2 separate regions of the Arachis hypogaea genome follow, and region 1 is linked to region 2. A link is a contact called in public Hi-C data. All regions are on one chromosome and are shown on one strand. The core of a region is the stretch at or near the end of the contact, and the rest is flanking DNA. Distances in the headings are between cores, read along the strand shown. Region 1 has its middle 20 kb from the start of LOC112783160. Region 2 holds the start of LOC112786327 (serine/threonine-protein phosphatase 7 long form homolog).

Region 1 (3,500 bases), core at 418-2,917, 50 kb before region 2:
ACACTTAGAACATATCAGGTAATCCGATAAATCCTGTAAAAGCCCGACTTGGCAGTGCAAATGATGACCTAGGCAGTAGAGTTGTCTAAGTATGATATCCAATATAAACCCCAGCATGTCATCAAAGCATAAGCAATGGTGGATTTCTTGGTTGAGGTGATGGGCAATGCTCCCGAAGTACTGAGCACACGGTGGAAGCTCCATCTGGATGGAATCTCAAGTCAAGTGTTCGGAGGAGCCGAGATCATATTTGAGAACTCGAAAGACGTGACTTACGAGCAGTATATTAAATTCAAGTTCCTGGTCTCTAATAACCAAGCTGAATACGAAGCTATGATAGGAGGCCTATTGCTAGCCAAATAGGTTAAGGCGTCGAAGCTTGAGGTCAACAGTGATTTATAAGTCGTGACGGCCCAGGTGAACGGCACATACCAATCCCGGGTCCCATTGATGCAGAGATATTTGGAAAGGACCAAGTAGTTGTGCAAAGACTTTGAAGAGGTCGTCATCCAGCATATGCCCGGGGAAAGGAATGCCAGAGCAGATCTTGTCAAAATTGGCGAGCACCAAGCCTGGGACAGGAAACTGGTCTTTTATCCAAGGCCTGATAAGGGAACCGTCAGTAACCCTTTGCTTGGTTCAAGTTCAAGAGGAAAATCTCTCTTGGATTGATCTGATCCAGTGTTTTATTGAGGAAGGACATTTGCCAAGGAACGAGGAAGAAGCCAAGGTTGTAAGAAGGGATGCTACCAAATACACAGTGGTGCAAAGGCAGCTATACAAAAGAGAACTCAACCAACCCTTGCTGAAGTGCTTGCGGCCCGATAAGATGGAGTATGTCCTGAGAGAAGTGCATGAGGGTGTTGCGGACACCACATTGGAGGGTAATCCTTAGCCTGGAAGCTCGTTAGAGCTGGTTACTATTGGCCCTCCATGATGACCGATTCCAATGAGTTTATTAAGAAGTGTCATACGTGCCAAGAAAATGGAAGTTTTCATAAGGCACAGGCAGAAGAGCTAAGCTCCATCCTGGCCTCACGGCTTTTCTACCAATGGGTAGTCGACCTGCTGGGCCCCTTCCCGACGGCCCTAAGACAAGTTAAATATCTAATTGTGGCCATAGATTATTATACCAAGTTAGTGGAAGTGGATCCCTTAGCAAGAATATCATCTTCAAATTGCTAAAAATTCCTATATATGGAGACAGTTGATCGCGAGATTTGGAATTCCCGAGGTCGTGGTGTCAGATAACGGAATGCAGTTTTTCAAAAAAAGTTCAGAGAGTTCCTGTCAGGCATTAAAATTAAACAAAAGTTTTCCTCCGTAGAATACTCCAGAGTAATGGACAAGCTGAAGCAGCGAACAAGGTCATTCTGAATGGGCTGAAGAAGTGCTTAGATCAGAGGAAGGGCTCCTGGGCAGACGAGTTAGCTTCGGTCTTGTGGTCCTATAGAACAACACCACAATATTCTACTGGGGAGACGCCCTTCTAGCTTACCTACGGTGTAGATGCGGTAGAAATAGGGAAACTAATCCCAAGACTGCTCCTCGGGAGAAGTGACGAAACAGCCGAGAAGGACCTGATAGACGAGACCAGGGAGATGGCCCACTTGTTGGAAGCGGCGCTGAAGTAGAGGTTAGCACTGCGCTACAACTGCAAAGTCCAATGCAGAAGGTTTGAGGAAGGCGACCTGGTGCTGCGATGCAATGAGTCGGTCCACGGACCCCTGGAGAAGGGAAAGTCTCCCCTAATTGGGAGGGTCCCTACAAAGTGAGAGAAGTACTAGGCAAAGGGGCTTACAAGTTGGAGTGGTTAGATGAGAAGGAGGTATCGAGGACCTGGAATGTGACAAACCTTAGGAGATTTTACTCCTAGTGGTCTGACGACCTCCCATCTACATGGTTATCTTTTTCATTCTCATAAGTTCATTTAAATATCTCCATTTTTATTTAGCTTGTTTTACTTTTTGCATGTCTAATTATACTGTCATGATTTAGTAAAAGAAAGGGTACTCTTTCCCCTTGCTATCAAAATGGGATGGCGGCAAGGGGTTTTAATGAGACCCATTTTGGAAACATTCGTGTTCTGTTGAGATTTATCAAATCGGCTTCTCAGGATTGATCACCCCGGGAGCCTCTATGCGCAAACACACGGATATCCATGATAACACGGCTAAACGGCCAAGCAAAGGAATAATATAGTAGTAAGCGATTATTACTAGATTTCTTAAGCATACAAAATTCACGTTATAAAACCTGAAAATCAGAAATTCAAAAGGGCATCATACCGGCCTAACAAGAAAGATGTTCAAGAATACAAGGGCATCAGATCAGCCCAATAACAAAAGAGGATTAAAAATTACAAAGTTCAGCAACATGCATGTCATTTCCTGGCAGATCGACGATGTTGCCATCTTGAATCATCTTAAAGGCACCAACAGCGGAAGTGTCGAAGTCGGGAGCGCGTCCGCCGCAATGGCATCTCGGACGTCTTTAATGATCTTCTTGTTTTTATTCTTCATATTAGTAGCCTCCTACCACGCAGAGTTCGCTGATTTTGCAGCCTCCGCTAGCTTTGCCTCCAGCTCCTTCACTTTGGCCTCCACTGCAGTAGCCCGGCCTTGAGCATCATTAAGTTGCTTCGAGAGGGAGAGGTCCCGGTCAATGAGGCGACTGATCTCTTCGCCAACCTCTTTCACTTTCTTCTCTTCTCTAGCAAGCCGGGTCCTCAGGGACTCCCCCTCAGTTTTCATGCTAGCAATATCCCTTTGAGCAACTCTATGTTTCCCCTCCAGAACCTAGCACTGAGCCAAGACTAGCACCACTTTTCTGGCAATGACGGCATCCCAGAGGAGGCTCCGGTATGTCCACTTCACTTGAGTAGCCAAATCCTCATTCCAGAAGAAATCCTCAGTGCCCGGCAAGAGTTGAGAGTCAATGAAAAACCCGGCGTCAAAATTCTTCTCCATCACAGTGAGTGTAACACCCTACCACACAGAGCTTTACACCTAGGATGTAAAACAGAGGTGGCGAGGTGCTACAACCTCTAAAAAAAATATATTTATATATTATAGCAAGGATATTCTTATCTAGGAGCCTTTAAAGAAATGGGTAAAACAAAAGTCGGTAAAACGAAAAGCGCAATGCTCACGAAGCAATAAGGTAAACGAAACAAGATAGATCAAGCTAACAAGATTATATTTTAAGAGTTCCAAAATACAGATAACAAAACTCAAGACTCAGCTCGCGAAGATAAATCGGCCCAAGCACATAAGTATATCTATACATATACATATATAGGAAACCCAAAATACATAGTTATAGAGCCTGTTTCTCTAAAATAACCTTTACGGGAAAGCTAATACATCAAATACATGAGCGGTAGAGATATTAAGTATCTAAATAAATACATATAACCAAAAAGAGCCCCAAAAGATAAGGATCTTCGCTAATCAAAAGCTTCCAGCATGCCTCAGCGAGGTGCCACCTGACCTGCATCT
Region 2 (3,362 bases), core at 564-3,063:
CCCGTGAGCAACAAGCTCAAGACCCCTGTCATTGCTTGGAAGGACTACTGTATACCCAAAGCGAATCACACTGTCCAATGCCTTGGTCTCCTGCGCCAAAAAAATGGGACACCCAATCCTTAGCATGGAACACGCTCGCATCAACATCATTTCCATGAATTCAACGAGCAGAAACGGCTGTTCTGCCCCAATCGTTACAATGCCCCGCCTGTCACCTAAAATCGCAATTGTTTCTGATTTTAGGAACATGAAAGACTCTTCTTTAACACAAAAAACACCAACGGTAACTTACCTGAGCCTCCCCACACCTTACTACTATAGCTCCCCTTTTCCACACCTCTGGCACCCACCACAAACAACGGCGGCGGCGTGGTTCCTCCGGTCTGACATCTAACCCCACCACCGGTGTGTTGTGTCCCACGGGAGCCTACCCCGACCTTTCCCCGACTGATCCATGCCACGGCTTCGTCACAAACATGAAATCCTTCGAACTCAGCGTGGTTATACCCTAATACCTACTCATTACAATCTTCCTACGTAGTGTATATGCCTACTTGTCGACCATGCTGAACAGCGTAATAGGGAAAACGCCCCATTTCCATTACTTTCTTTCCTGCCACTCTGTGGTTGTTAAGTTTTATCTGCGTTGATCTTTCACTCTTTGTCAATGTGTTTCAAAAACCTTTTTAGAGGGACAACAAGTGCCCTCACTGAGCTATCCCTTGGGAATCGATACTCGTATAGCATATAACTATAGCTTCAGGTGGATTGGTTTTCTTTTCCGTGTCCACTACACATTCCACAATCCATAGTGTTGGTGATTATTATTTTATTATATATATAATCTCAAAAAAAAGATAAATCCAATTAGAATAAATAAAAAATGTACCGAATCATATTAACTAAACAAATTAATAAAAATAAGTGGAATTTCTTATTTTAAAGATTTTAAACGATAAATATATAATAATTATTATTATAAATACTTTACAAATTTATAGTTCAAATTAAAATTTAACATATCTTAAAGTTGAAAATATTAAAAATAGTTAGCATTTCTCTTAAGGAAAAATGAATGACTACACTATCCTATAATACAACGTACAACGTCAGTTTTTATTTTAAAAATAATTTTGGTAATCGAAATAAAATAGACAATAGTGTTTTTGTAGAATCAAAAAATTAAATTTAGAAATGATTAACAACTTATATTTTTTATTTTAATAACAAAAACAAAATTAGTTATGTAAAAAATATTCGAATTTTTTATTTTTAATATTAGGATAGATTGTGGGTAATACCCAAAAATGAGACTCGGAGTGTGTTATGCACAGATATGGGTTTGATAATTGGCATATTCAGAAATCGTTAATAACGATTTTAAACAAATTGTGAATAGCATTTTCTATTAGGAGAGAAAGTGTGGAAAGAGAAGCTGGAGGCGTTGGATCAGGTGAGAACGGCTATGATCAATAAACAAAATGAGGGTACCGATTTTATGGCGGATGAGCAGAGAGACCGTGGATAGCAACCGCAAGATGGGTGATCTACGGCTGGAAATTGAAGCATGAAGAAAATAGGTACTTCCGATTTGATGTTGTGTCCACATGGCTCGCATGCGGTGAGCCCCTGTGTGGTCCGTGACTCCTCTCTCCCCAGACGCTCTCACTCATCATTGAGAAGACCAAAACACCAAAACACAAAGTGTGTGTTAACTCTCTGCTCTCTGCTTCGGTTCCTTTTTTCTTAAGTACCATTGTTTCCATATGAAGGTTGCATATTTTGTTGAACTCCAGCTTTATCTTTTTCAAGATGGGGAAGAAAAAAATCCCAATGGATAAACATATTTTGAAATATCTTGATCATCCTTTATATGTAAGTAATTTTTTTTGCCTATAAAATTATTTATAATGTTAACATCAATTATAAATTGCTTAAATGAACTTAGTACTATTATAGAATAAAAGTTAGTTATAATAATAGATTTGAGTGTAATAAGTTAATGTGAACATGATAGTTAATCTAAATAAACCCGTGAGTACTCTGTTTTTAAGAGTTTAGTGGCTTTTTTATTTTTTAATTATTATTATCATTATTGAGATAGTTATTATATATTTACATGATAGTGTTATTATATATTGATAGTGTTATTATGGAGTAAAAGTCAGTTATAATAATAGATTTGAGTGTAATAAGTTAATATGAACATGATAGTTAGTCCAAATAAACACGTGAGTACCCTATTTTTAAGAGTTTAGTGGCTATTTTATTTTTTAATTACTATTATTATTATTATTATTGTTGTTGTTGTTGTTGTTGTTGTTGTTGTTGTTGTTGTTGTTGTTGTTGTTATATGATTACTGATAGTGTTATTATAGACTAAAAGTTAGTTATAATAACTGATTTGAGTGTACAAAGTTAATATGAACATGGTAATTAGTCCAAATAAACATGAGAGTACCCTGTTTTTAAGAGTTTAGTGGCTATTTTATTTTTTTAATTATTATTATTATTATTATTATTATTATTATTATTATTATTATTATTATTATTATTATTGAAATAGTTATATGATTACTGATAGTATTATTATAGACTGAAAGTGAAGTTAGTTATAATAATTGATTTGAGTGTACAAAATTAATATGAACATGGTAGTTAGTCTAAATAAACTTTTAAGGACCCTATTTTTAAGAGTTTAGTGGCTATTTTATTTTTAATTATTATTATTATTATAATTATTACTATTATTGAGATAGTTACAAGTTTACTGATAGTGTTATTAAGTTTTAATAGTTATTGTGATTATGGTTGTTATAATTCATTTTTTAATAGTTTCACTTCCAAGTGCATTTCCATACTTATTAACAATGATATTGTTATTGTTGTTATTATCATTATTATTTTAACAGTTATAATTACGTGAGGATTATTTCTGTCAGGGTTCTAGAGTAATTGAACTGAGACACTTATATGCTCCAGAACTATATGATCGGAGAATAGAACCCTATCTAAGAGCTGCTGGCTTTTACAATGTGTTTCAGATTCGAAAAATTTCAGGACAAACGGTCCTGATAAATGCCTTGATAGAACGGTGGAATCCAGTGACTCATACGTTTCATCTCCCTATAGGTGAATGTACTATCACTTTAGAAGATGTAGCTTTGATATTTGGGATTCAAGGAACTGGGCTACTAGTTACATGGCCAACCAACAGTAATCACGGATCCATGGTGCAAGAATGTCTGATGAACTTTGGAGTTATCCCAACAGCGAGTGAATGCAGAGGTAGCTTTATCAAACTAACATGGTTGCGTAATGTTAAGTATGGAATAATTTTGATTACTCATGAGGCTATGGAG

Evidence for each region. Hi-C and Micro-C count contacts between places; a contact is called where the count stands out from the background.
Region 1: a contact with region 2 is called in a Hi-C map of leaf, with 2.9 times the contacts expected there. The contact joins the enhancer-like site here to the promoter of LOC112786327 in region 2. A contact is called at or near these places in 3 of 8 Hi-C or Micro-C datasets (all in leaf).

Annotation. Positions count from the first base shown.
Region 1 is chr20:127,740,563-127,744,062 of arahy.Tifrunner.gnm2.J5K5, reverse strand. No RefSeq gene overlaps it. Among protein-coding and RNA genes, the nearest start is that of LOC112783160, 20 kb to the left of the region's middle. Within about 2 kb of position 1,667, at least 1 of the 3 cell types and tissues checked has open chromatin away from gene starts, as enhancers often do.
Region 2 is chr20:127,690,870-127,694,231 of arahy.Tifrunner.gnm2.J5K5, reverse strand. LOC112786327 (serine/threonine-protein phosphatase 7 long form homolog) reads left to right here and starts at 1,813. Exons shown (of 4, transcript XM_025829717.1): 1 at 1,813-1,875; 2 at 2,943-3,362. The coding sequence starts at 1,813.